2 separate regions of the Mus musculus genome follow, and region 1 is linked to region 2. Evidence: chromatin contacts called from public HiChIP or PLAC-seq data. All regions are on one chromosome and are shown on one strand. Each heading gives the region's core, a stretch centred on a gene start, on an enhancer-like site or on the middle of the called end of the contact. The rest is flanking DNA. Distances are from core to core; before and after follow the strand shown.

Region 1 (6,452 bases), core at 1,281-3,780, 180 kb before region 2:
CAGTGGGAGAGGATGACTAATCCTGTAGAAATTTGATACCCCAGGTAGGGGAATAGGAGTCTGAGATGGAAGTGGGTGGGGTGGGTGTGGGGTTGAGGAGGTGGGGGTGGAGGGCTAACACCTTCTCAGATCAAAGGGGAGAGGGGATGAGATAAAGAACTCTTGGAGGGGGCAACGGAAAGAGGAATAATATTTGAAATGTATGTAAATAAAACAATTTATAAAATGTAAGTTTGAACAGTAAAGGAAAAAAAAACTAACGCATATATTTAACATTCTATTTATTTTGCTTGGCTGCTATTGTAGAAGCAGATAGTTTTATAGTTCATTGTATTGAATAGGAGGAAAAGGTAGTATCATAGAAGAGCTGAGGGTTTTTTAATTGTGTGAAAAGTATCGTAAACACAGTAAGGCCTGCATGTGTGGAGGTGGGCACGCATGGAATCAATCATAATGAATACAAGAAACCCTGGGCATTGTTGGTAAACATAAGCTGGCATCTAATTGAACCAAAGCAGTTGTTGAGCATTTAGAGGATATAAAAATCATAATAAAAATTCTAGGAGCTGAGGCTATAGCTAAGTCGGTAGAATATATGACCATATCCCATTTCCCATTTAGTAGGCATATTGGTGTATGTGTGTAATATATTCTTCAGGAACCGAGGCAAAAGATCAAGTGTACAAAGAAATCCTTGGCTGCTCAGAGACATCTAGACCATCATGGGTTATAGGCACTATCAGATATAAAACAAAGTGTCAGTAATCGATGATTGGCTTTGAAACCAAGACGCTTACTGCCTGACTCTTCTTGGTCAAGGAATAGTCAAGTTTGGAGTATGACCATTGAGAAGCATATTCCAAAATTAAAATTTTAAATTCTGGTAGACTTTCCCTACCCCAGTGTATGGTTCCACACCCATATGCCTATGGGCAGCAGGAATTGGACTCAATGAATTATTTTTTAAAAGGGGGTGTGGGATATTAAGTTGGAAGAAAGAAATATTGGCATAGGCAGGAGAAGTTAAGATGGAGAAAAGGAATATGGATGGATATTATCAAGCTACATTGTACACATGTGTGGAAACGTCAAATAATAAGTTAAAATTCATTCAAAAAAGGTTTAAATGAGACCTGTCCCTGTTAAGGAGTATTGCAGGACAGAATTTCAGATCCTGGGATTAGGACTATTATGTAACTGCTTGTATACAAGAAAGCTTAGAAAAGGTAGGTGATTCTTGCAAGGATGGCTTTGTTTTGTCTTTTTATTTCTGTGCAAGCACTTGACTCTTTTGGAAACAAGGGACTGAAAGTTTTTGCTTTCTGGAGGATAACAGTCGGAGGCTGCACATACTGGCAACGTTTTCAGTTTAATCTACTGCACAGCACTTTGGTAGGTCAGCATTCTGTACTTCATGGCCCCACACTTTCATTCAGCTCAGAGGTCAAGAACCTACAAAGACCAAGGGGAGGCAGAGGTATGTTTGGGAAAGAGAAGTTGGACTCCTTGTTGCCTCAGTGAGATACTTTGCCCCACATTCTCTTGCAATCTTCAGATCATTATGATATAAGTATCATCGTTCCCATTTTAAAGATGGGGAAGCTAAGACTAAGGAGTTTATCCAGCTCAAGGTAGGTTAGCCATCAAATGCTAAATAAGTAGAAAATTGAATGCCAATCTTCTGAATTACAATTTACATATTGCCTACAATCCCATAAAATAGGCACTGTGGCTGTCTAATCCCAGTGAGAGGTTGTTTTGTTTTGTGCACTCTAAAAAAAAAACCAACACATTTAATATGTAATAGATGCTCACGCCACAACTGTTTAAGCGAATGATAGACTGAGAGTAAAGCACCCACTGGTTTGGACTAAGGAGAAGAACGCTTCCTTTCCTGAACTCAGGGAGTCGGGCATAATTAACAGCCTGCTAGTCGCCAGATTGGAGGATGTCACAGCTCGGGAGCTGCTGACTCCATTCTAAAGTATTTACAGCACTAAAGAATGATGGCCACATAACCCTGCCTTGCCACTGCGAGAGTTTCCTGGAAACATGGTCCTTATGTCCCATGGAGTTGGCAGCCACAGTGAAAACTGGCAAGAACAAATCAAGGCTCATTACAGAGTTAAGGTAAGTATATTCATTTGTAGCAAAATACACTCAACAAAAGCTCTTTAAAAGAATCCTCACTAAAGAAGTTTCTGGAACTCTGTGGTTTGTTTGTTTTTTTCCTTGACACAAAGTAACTCCACAGTAATCAGTTTTGAATGCTGACAGTCTTGTTTTCTTGTTGGTTTCCTATTTCCGACTGGTCTCTTTCCCTTCTTTAGCAAAATAGAAATATTCCAAAATAATCCTTTCCAGGGACTCTGTCAGCAGCTGTGAAACCTCGAAACTTCTGTTTTCCCCTGACCAGCCCTGTAGTGAGGTCACACTGAGGCCTGTGGCACATGTTCTAGTTGAGCCAAGTGAGTGGTGTCCCTGCTAGTGAAAAATGTAAGGTTCTATATGAGCCTCACAGCAAGGTATATAAGCCTAATTGTGATGTCACTGCTAGCTAAAATGTCTGCACTGGGGCCCTGGCTACCTTGTAGTTTGGACTAGGGCGTCTGACAACTTATTGTCATAAATAGCCTGAAATGAAAGCATTTTCTAAAGATAAACTTCAAAGAACTAAAACTACAGTAAAATTTCTTATTCTACTGATGAAAAGTAAATGATATTCAAAGGCCAGAACTGAATTTTTATTTAGAGAAATATCATGTTGCTATAATGTAAATGCACGAGCGTATACACACACACACACACACACACACACACTCCACAGAGTGGCCAAGTTTGTACTTGAGGAAGTTCTTGCTAAAATAGTTTATGAGACTCCTACTCCTTTTATTGAAAGGGTGTGTCCAAGGGCTGTTGCTCATGGTGGTGAGTCACTATTTCTCGGGTGCAGGGTTAGCACACCTAAGGAAGTTTCTCTTCAAGCTGTTAAAGGTTTTGCTGCCCTTTGTGTTATATCACGATGGACTGACTGCCTGCTATCTTATAGTCAGAGTAGTTAAAACCAGAGGTCAGATTTTAGTCTCCTTTTGTTTCTCTGTCTCCTTAACCTGCCCCCAGCAGCTCACGGCTTATCCACACTTATCTTAGGTTGCTGCTCTATACAGTTCTCTTCGTGAAGACACAAACACCTCAGTTAGCTGACATTTTAATTTTCTACAAGGCTTTTGTCACCTAGCATTCCCCTGAGAAAAAAATATTTCACAATGATCCTGGAGCTAGTAGAATAATCCCATCTCTGTGCCTTGGCATTGAATTTTAGCAGATGCAATGTTATTTTTGTTCGTTGGTTTTATTCTGTTTCTCACGATTGACTTTACCTAACCACAAAGGCCATGATGTGCAGACTCAGGAGACGGGGTCTCTGCCTCCTCTTCTCCTTCTTAGCCTCAAAGGCTTCTGTTATGGTATGCAATAGTATTCTTGCCAAAGGCCATGTATTTAAAGCTAGATTAGAATCAAAGTGATGAGATGGTGAGAGTGCTAGATACATCAATGAATCATCCATGAATTTCATTGGTGGATTCATAGCTGAATGGGCTACAATGAGGAGGTAGAGCTCAGAGGAAGAAGTAGATCACTGAGACATTCCTTTAAGGAATATAAATTGTCCCAAGCCACCCCCCCCCCACGCCTTATCCACCATTAGCTAACCCAGCTCTGCTCCATCAAGTGTCCCCACTATGGTTCTCTTTTACCTCATTTCCCAAATCAGTGGATCTCAGTGACTATGGCCCGAAACCATATGAACTGTGAGGCAAGCTTTCTTCCCCTTAAGCTTGTTTAATCCCAAATACTTAGTAGTCACAGTAATTCAGACTCAGGGACTGACACAGGCTCCTCACCATGTGGCTGGATTTTAGATGCTTGGAGTGTCCACCTGGTTAGCCAGGAACTTCAGCCTCCTTATATACCTTCAGCCTGTGGCTGTGTTCCATAAAACGCTCCAGTTGTCTTGTTTGTGAAGTCATTTCCCTTCAGGCACAGGTACTGGTAAGTCATAGCCCTTCAGTATCCTCTGATTAGCCTACCGAGAGCCACATCTTCCTTCCAGGCATGTTATCCTTGCTTATCTAAGCCTGCATGCCTGTCCTTAGTGGAACCCAGAAATAGACCGCCAGAGGCTTGTACAGGTTTGGCCCATCCCTGATGAGATTCCAAATTGGCTGCTGATAGAACTTGAAGCTGGTGATTTCGTCAGTCTCACTGCAATTCAAACAGAATCTTTCTTTTACACCACCCAGAAGACCCAAAGGCAAGCCTTTTCTGATGTCCACATTCTCGTACCTGAGGGTCCAGATGGCAAAGAATTCCGTGTCCTCACAGCGTGTGCCTTACCAGTCTGCTCTACTAGTTAGCACTCTGCCACTTGGTAATCTGATGAGGTCTAGAATTCCAACCATGAAAACAATCAACCAAAAAAAAAAAAAAAAGATTAAAAAAATATAAGAAACAGACATTACACAGTAGAGGCAAACCAACCCTCTTATTAATTCACAGTTAGGATAAAGGTCATTATATATATATATGTGTGTGTGTGTGTGTGTGTGTGTGTGTGTGTGTGTGTGTGTGTGTATGGAGAGAGAGAGAGAGATTTCTTTACAACCCTCAGTTTGGTATGTGTCTTAGAGTTTCTGTTGCTGTGAAGAGACACTGTGGCCAAGGAAACTCTTATAAAGGGAAACATTTAATTAGGGCTGGCTTTATAATTCACAGAGTCACTCCATTATCATCATAGCAGGAAACAGGGTGGCAAGCAAGCAGACATGGTGCTGGAGAAGGAGTTGAGAGTTCTACATCTTAATCTGCAGGCACCAGAAAGAAAGAGTGACATGTGGCTTGACTTGGTCTTCTGAAACCTCAAAGCTCACCCCCAGTGACACACTTCCTCCAACAAGGCCACACCTCCTAAAAGTACCACTCTCTATGGGCCTATGGGGGACCATTTTCATTCAAACCACCACATTTTTACTGAAAAAAAAATATAATCTAGATATCAGAGATAAACTCGAAGTCCATGATCTTTTATTAAGCAGGTAAACGTTTATCTCATTGTCATACCCTAGAAAAAGTGAGAGGTTAATTATAAAAGGCTCATATATGGCTCTTCTATGCCTAAACTAGAAATCCATTAGCTAAAGAACATTTATTCTGCACTGTTGTAAATGTGTTCTATGGAATACTAATAAATATTATATGAAAGAAGAATCACACCATGAAATAAACTTAGGAAACACAGACTCAACCTAAATTAAGCAAGCCTATCAATTCTTTGATGCCAATACATACCCATTTCTAGAATGTAAGTGGAATATGTTGTATTTCCTGATGTTTTTGACAGTGTCCTTTTACCTAGAGGGTTCTTGTGAAGGATGTTAATATAATTTATTGTCCATACTAGTACAATTTTAAGAGAGAGGGAAAACTCTTATGAATTATGATAGACAGACGGTTTCACACTGAGACTGTGCAAGGGAAACCAGGATGTGAGATAACTCTGCTCTTAAGAGATCTGTTTACTTTGGAATAGACTATGAAAAGCCACACTAAAGTAATCAAGTTATAAAACTTATGCTAATCCATATCCGATATCTGTATTTGTGGTGATAATAACAGCAACAGCTATGGTCGTGAGAACATTAGACTTAATGCTGTATGTTTTTTAACTTTAACTCAAGGGTCCTCAATATTTATACAGCTCTTTTCTTTCATCTGTTTAATTTGAATGATAAGATTATCCTGCTGGGGAGAATAGCACACAATGGAATTACTCATTTAGCAGTTCAGATGATAAATAAAGAATGCTATCTTCTTGCCCGAAAGACATCCCACTCAAAACATTGAGACTACAAGATCAACGATGGTTTCTTTCTCTTATGTTTTGAGGATAGAGCACATGGTAAATGAGTCCAAGGAGGGAATGATAACAGTTCTCAGGTTTTGATGTGAAGTGCAAGAAGTCTCATGACAGAACCACCACTTAAAAGGTAACCCACGTTCCAGGCTAGTCACTGTCCCTAGAAACCCCAGGAGCGGCACAACTCAACAGTGTATGTTCAATAGACGCCTTAAGTTCTTTAAACAAAGAGAGTTTACTTTAACAACAGCTAAATCAGCACGCCATAGTGTTATTATTTCGACACAAGGCAGCACAAAAATATTAATGAGCTGTTTGAGGTTCTTTTTCAGACACACTTGTGAAACTTGGTGTGCGTTTTACACGTATAGCACATCACAGTTCTGGCTGCCTGTCTCCTGGTTACCGTCTTCAAAAGAAAGTCCCTTTGATACTTTCTGCTGGCCATCAAGATGATTTCATTTGTTCTTATTCAGTAATCTCAGGAAACTTTTACTAGTAACTTAAAAAAAAGGAAGCCCACAATAGCTGACAT
Region 2 (6,734 bases), core at 2,739-5,238:
GAATCATTGGAAATAGATTTGTTTTATTTTTCATGCATCTTCAAAATAAAACTTTCATTTGTTTGTAATATCATCAGAGATTTATAAAAGTGACTATTGAATAAAATTCAGTTGGAATCATATGGCTAAGTTTGTAATTTCCTTCCCTTTTACCCCTCCCTACCCCTCCCCCCTGCCCCCCAAGCAAAGCAATGACAGCTTTTTGCTGTTCGGTTAAATTAGTAAGATGTAAACATGCTAAAACTAATTTCAAACCTCAAGGGACAGGGAGAGACGTGTAAGCACAAAGCACATCTGCCAGAGTGAGGAGAGTCGGAGGCAGGTTCCAATTATATTCAGCTTTGCCTGGTCCTCTCTTAAACAGTCTGTAAGAGGGGACACGATTACTAAGCAGAAGCAAGCCCGGAGGGCTCACACGGGTCCAAGAATGACAGCATGCCCAGCAGCCTGTTGTGAAAGGAGGGAATGAAAACCACCAGGAGGAATCACACGGTGTGAAAAAGGGAAGCACCTAGGAGCTGGCCAAGATTTAACCATGCCCCATCAGAACGCATTGTCCCTCACAGATACATTATTTGCTGCATCTTTCTAGTTGTCTAAATCACTTAAGTCTTTTTCTCCAGGCCATACTCCCTGCTGCATCCTTGGTCTTGTAACTGGGAAGTTACAAGAAACAGTTTTGTTTGGTTTGCTTCCCTCCCAGTTTCCCTAAGAGTCTCTTGGCCAGCTCCCCACAGCCAACAAAAACAGCTATGCTCTTAAGATATGATGTATAGTCCACTTAATTTCCTTCCTCCCCATCCTTTGGTGTCGAGCTGCTGTGAACATTCCTGCCATACCTCTTGCTCAGCAGGATTACACTGTAATATATGCACCTTTCTCCAGCCCGTTCTCATTCTAGGTTCTGACAACGCACTGACTCCTTTAACACCTTATTTCTCCAGCCCCGTAAGTCAGTCTCACAGTCTGTATTAAAAATGCATGTGATGGGACACACTTAAGTTACATACAAAGTCACAAGATCGAGTCTTCTTTAGTTACTGACTGCTATTAGCTATGATTGTTTGAATGCCACGTGGGCTTTGAGTCCCTGATACTTTGAAACGGACTTTCTTCCCCCACCACCTACACGATGCTGAGATATTCTGGGCCAGACTCTTTTATGCTGTACGGACAATATTTCATCACAAAGACTGTGCCAAAACATGTAAAAGAACACACACACACACACACACACACACACACACACACACACACACCCCAAACAAAAAACAACCAGCAAAATCCTCCATTATCTAAGTGATGGAAGATTGTCATTAACTTTTGTCACCACCTGCTGGTCAAAAAGCTGTATGGCTCATGGATTAACTGGACCCGGAAGAGGCAGCATTTGAGATGCTTCAACTATATTTGTATCACAGGATTATATGTAGCAGAGAAAGGACAAGTTGTTTAAATATAAAGACTCCTAAGATTATTTCTTTCTTCATTATACGTTATATATTCTGTTTTATTTAATATTGTATACTACAAGCAAGGAAGCTCTTAGACCCCAAAGCTATGTTCACTATGACATTTTGAGGTAGTGGGGGAGAATATGATTACACTATTTACCCAGGCTTTCAAAACATGTGGATTAGTATGAGAATTCCACCCTGTACCATTGTAAAAGCTTATATATAATTTTAGGAAGAATTAGGGAGGTTCTGATGTTTCTTAGCCCCAGTGGTTAACCCAGATCATCTTCATTTCCCTGTCACCTCTGAAAGCAGGCACCACACTGTTTTGTTACCCCATTGTACTGCTCTTTAAATGTCTTGACCAGTGCTGTTAGTAAACATAACATTTTTGTTATTGTTTCTTTCTTTTTTTTCCTTAGTGGAAAATTTCCAAAGAAGTAGGCTTGGCTAGAGTGAAAGGTGGGAGAATGCAGTTTAGTCAGAGCGATCTGACAGTTGAAGGTTTTTCATTTATCCACGAGATGCTCTGGTTAAGTGATTTTGGCCTTGAAACTGTCCAGGGAACAGGACTCTGTTCTGATGAGAAGGCTAGGCTGATCTCATGTCAGGCTTCAGAGTGGCAGTTAAGGAGACTAGGCCTAAATCTTTGTTTCCAAGAACTGGGCAATTCCAAGCAAGTCCAGGCCTCAGAAACTGTCCTGCCACCTGGCCTGAGGCAAGGACAATGAGGTCAGCAGCAGTTCCCAGACCTCCTCAGCTACTTCCTCAGCAACAGCTTCCAGCCCCCAAGATAGTAAAGGAATGTCCCTAGAGATGGAGTAAGATAAGGGTCATCTACCCCAGAATGCCCTAATGTGCTTTAAATCAGGCCTGTGAGTACACTTGCTTGTCTCTCTATCTTGGTAATGGGCGATTCCAACATGCTGGACTTCTGCAGAATAAAACACCTTGTGCTTATATACTATTAGAGTCTGGAGTATCATTCTTCAGTGAAGCATGGATGCTTACACTGACTGTTCCTTCAGGATGCAGCATCCTTTAGCTGGTTCTGTGTAACAACAGTTCTTTACTCGGTCTCACATTTCCACATAAATACCACCCTCTCAGAGACAGGCTGTGCCCTGCTCATTCCTTTTGAAAATGGTCACACTGGACAATTTTACTCATTAATTTTGTTGAACCTCTTTCTGAACAAATGGTATGAGAGAAAATCTCCAAGTGGTTAACTTAATGACTCAAACAGGCCTAGTTAGGTTTTGGAGAGGGGTGTAAACTGTCTGGTTTGGCATTGTTATCACTTCTGGTACAAGCCAGGAATGATAAGTTATGTCCCTTCGGGCAAATGTCCTCACCATTACCTGGGCACCAAGACACTCTCTTTCAGTTGTTTCTCCTAGTTTTGTTTGTTTGTTTGTTTTTGTTGTTGTTTTGTTTTCCTCTGTTGAATCAGAACCCTGGATTTCATTAACTACCTAATTTTGTTAAGATGGAACCTCTCACGATAAAGCCTCTAACCACTGAGAAGCAGAACCACAGGCTCCAGCTCAGGTTGGAGGTTAGAGGGCCTGAAGAGCAAATTCTGTAAGATGTAGTAGGTCGAGAGCTTGGCTCTAGTTCTCCTGCCTCAAACTCCTCTCTGGCATTTTCAAACTTTCCTAAAATCCGCCTTTCCTAGAACTGGGACATTTACTCCTCTGGGTCGGCCATACAGTGCACTTCTACCACCTGCGAACCCAGAACATTCTATTCTTGCAATGTTTGTTAATGCATTCCTAGATCCCCTTCTGATATCACAGATGCCACGGGATGTGTCCCTTTATAGCGAATTCTACTGTCTCTAGCTTAGAATACCACTAGCAAGCTTTCATTCAGTGTGGCCCTCTACAACAGGTTGGTTCAGAAATCTACTTATTTTTGTACCGCATGGAAGCAATCCGTTTTGTAGTACCTCATAGCCTGGATCAGTCAAGTCTGTCTACTCTCGATGTCTTTAGCAAATACTGCCATGCAGACGCTTGAATCCAAAGTTACAAAGAACACATGCATCTTTTATAAAGCCATGATTCCACATTCTAGAACACACTCAACAATGACAGATGTTCTTGGGATCTGGAGGGACAGAGAACAGGGACTATGACCTCATAAACACCCACTGGAACAAAGACTACGACTTCATAACCTTTCATTCATCAGTCTCCTCAAGAGAAAACGGATGCATCAGATGGTTAATTCCACTTTATAATTTCCACTTATGAGTATGCATTCACACACGTGGAGGGAAAGCATTCTTCATGGTGCTCAGGCCTGCTTCCACCCTCATTTCCATAACCTGAGGAAGTCCGGGTAAAATAGCAGTCGAAGGCTGAGCAAAATCAAAGTCCCTGCAGTGACTACGTTGCAAGTTTTTCCGTAGCGTAGCGCTTTTCTTAACCTTTAGTACTCAGAGACGTCAGTCGGTCTCTACTACACCAAAGCCCTGCGTGGAGCCGCTTGTGTGAGCTGCGCAGGCGCAAATCTACCTCTCCTAGGTGGGCGGGAGCTGCCCCTACCCAGCCCGAGCGGTTGGAGCCAAGAGTGTTCTTAGGTGACTCAGGGGCAGCATCGACGCTCGATTGAGCGGGCTTGGGAAAGGTTCCCAGAGGGCTGTGCGCTGGAGGCGCTGGACGCTGTCATGGCGGGCTTGCTGAAAAAGGTGAGCGTGTGGAGGTCACCGTGATGCTGCGAATGGGGACCGTAGGCAGCCGCGTCTCCCTCATCGGTGGGCAGAGACGCTAAGAGGAGGGGTTGGGGGAGTGTTCCGCTGTCCTGGCAGGGGGCGACAGGGTGCGTAGTTGTGTCGGGAGGGTCGGCTAACCAGGGGATTACGGTAAACATCACGGTCCTGTTTTGTCTCTGCACAGACAACTGGCCTGGTGGGGTTGGCGGTGTGCGACACTCCACACGAGGTAAGTGCGACTTTTTGTGTCGTCCTTCTCAAGCAAGACTGTGATCGACCGAACTTGCCCTTGCAAGATTAACGAGACCCCCGTGAGCTCTGGCCTCCGGGGCAGCGCTGAGCTTCGCTGACCCCGTGGCATCCTTTTTGCAATGCCTCCTTTTGCCTTCGCCGTGACCTCTTAATTAAGACGCGTTTCTTCACGGCATTCTCTTAGCGTCAGTGGTGTGGAGTATTCTCAGCTCCCTTCAGAGTCGCATTTTCATTTTCCATCCTTTCCCTACCGACATTTCTGCCTTGCCTTTCGCACACTGGCTGACCCTGTCGTCCTCATGGTTGCCTCCTTCGGTATCCATTGGGGAAACATAAACAACAACCAAGACCAAACAAACCTAAACAAAACCACTGTGATTTATCCCCCCTTTCAGCAATTGCACCATTTCTTTCCTTCCCGTCTACACACATAACTCGAAAGCGTTGTCAGTGCTCACTGTCTCTTACTCCTTGAGTACACTTAAGCGAGGCCCAAACTTTTTTTTTTTAAGGAGTTACCAGTGATGCTAAATTTGCTAGTCAGTTCACATTTCTCGTAATTGTACCGAAAGTGGCATTGAAAATATCCTTACGTTTATTTATTTGTGTGCATGCCAGTGTTTGTCCGTCAGAAAACAACTTTCTGAAGTTGGCTCTCTCCTTGCACCTTGTAGATCCTGGGGATCTTTCAGGTCACGGGGCTGTTGGCAGGCACCTTTGCCCTCTGTGCCCTCACATTGACCCAAGTGAAGCATTTTTGACACTCTTGATAATCTGCATTAAGTACTTTGTTTACTGGATGTCAGAGCTTCGAAGTTTCTTAGTTTGGGATTTTTGTTTGTTTGTTTTATTGTTTATTGTTTCTTTCCCCCTAATTATTTGCCTTTTCCAGTTGTTCCTTCATTTCCCCATGTTGTAGTATTGAAGACCTAGCTCTTAGACAGGTTTTAGGTTTAGGTTGGCTCTCATGGGGTACAGACAACAGTTAACGTTTATATTTCCATATCAAGTACTGACCTTTTATAGTCATGTGTGTGTATGTATGTATTACACACATGCTCTTAGTTGACATCTTCACTTGTGTCAGGCAGCTAGGTAAGGGTTAGCATAGCCAGCTGGGATGTCTCATTTGAAATGGTCCTGGATTGCTTGCATGACCCCACACCTCACTTGCCACTAAGAAAATCCTCTGGGTTGACCCCTGGGTTATGCAGCCTCTGTTCACATCTCATCACCTCCTTGGCTGCTGCCATTTTTTCTGCCACCATCCTTATCCCTGTGACAATTACATTTCTCTTGTAACTGCTTTTCCCTGCTTTCTTTCAGCTGGTTTGCAAGTGCTAAAACATGTTGGGTATGCAAATCTTTCTTTAAAACCCTCCCGTGGCTTTCTATTTTAGGGGTTGTCCAGATGACTTAACAGACCACGCTCCACTGACATGTCTGTTCCAGGTTTCACAAAGACTTTATTTTGCGTTCACTGCTAGAACTCTGACTAGTACATAGTACATAGTGAATACTGAGTGGCTTTCTTGCAGTCTTTATGAACTTCAGACTTGTGGACAACAAAACTCACACTTCTATTTCTAGATATTCTTCCTCTATGGGTTGAATGTCTCTTGATGGTATATGAATTGTTCTGTCCCCAGCTCTGAATTTGGATGTTGTTATTGATATCAAAACCTTCTACTTTCATATTTATCCTAGTAGTGAATTGTGCTGCATTTTTCTGCAGCAGTCTCCAGTTTGTCCTCTTTCGTCTTCCATCAGATACAACTGCGGCTTAAGTCCTTGTTCTTGATCAAATCATTGCGGCAGCTTTATTCCTGCCCTTCCTGATCTGTGTCCATTGTTCTTTAGCTCACGACCACCAGGTTGATTTTCCTTAAACACAAACCTTGTCCTTAAGTCTTTTAGTTTCCCCCACAAAAAGGCCCAAGTGCTTGGACTTGTGCTATAAAACACTGCAGTCTAACTTGTTCTCCCGCTTACTTATTTCCTAAGTGCTTGCTTTATAGTGATTTCTAGTGAGGCGCTCTCCAAGGAGATCTGAGCACCACGTGTGTAAGCTAAGAGTTTTCTAGAAAGTTCTTCTTTATGATGTAACCTAACATTAAGCGTAACTATCACTTCATGATATAATCAGGATGAAAACTAATGCTAGTCTGCAGCCTTTTTTCAGTATATTTTACTTACATCATATTTTAGCCTGAATAATCTCATTTCAAGTATTCTTTAACCGTGTTTACCTACTGCACAGCACAGCTGTAGAGCTATGCACTATTTACTTCATGTTCTTGATGGTT

The links. HiChIP or PLAC-seq counts read pairs in DNA pulled down with a chosen protein or histone mark.
Region 1: a contact with region 2 is called in a FOXA1 HiChIP or PLAC-seq map of pancreatic cancer cells. The contact joins the enhancer-like site here to the promoter of Ndufa5 in region 2. A contact is called at or near these places in 4 of 39 promoter capture datasets (the C10 cell line, embryonic stem cells and liver), 30 of 484 Hi-C or Micro-C datasets (the AML12 cell line, the C2C12 cell line, the G1E-ER4 cell line and 17 more), 7 of 115 datasets of contacts at active chromatin or transcription factors (the 230-238 cell line, bone marrow-derived macrophages, embryonic stem cells and 3 more) and 4 of 9 other capture datasets (adipose tissue, embryonic stem cells, liver and 1 more).

What each region holds. Positions count from the first base shown.
Region 1 is chr6:24,703,784-24,710,235 of GRCm38.p6, reverse strand. No RefSeq gene overlaps it. Among named protein-coding and RNA genes, the nearest start is that of Hyal6, 26 kb to the left of the region's middle. Within about 2 kb of position 2,530, at least 36 of the 459 cell types and tissues checked have an H3K27ac peak or open chromatin away from gene starts, as enhancers often do. A contact at or near this core is called in pancreatic cancer cells, trophoblast stem cells and uterus, where this site is marked.
Region 2 is chr6:24,524,944-24,531,677 of GRCm38.p6, reverse strand. Ndufa5 (NADH:ubiquinone oxidoreductase subunit A5) reads left to right here and starts at 3,988. Exons shown (of 5, transcript NM_026614.3): 1 at 3,988-4,152; 2 at 4,361-4,405. The coding sequence starts at 4,132. Asb15 (ankyrin repeat and SOCS box-containing 15) reads right to left here and starts at 3,534. Exons shown (of 10, transcript NM_080847.3): 1 at 3,409-3,534.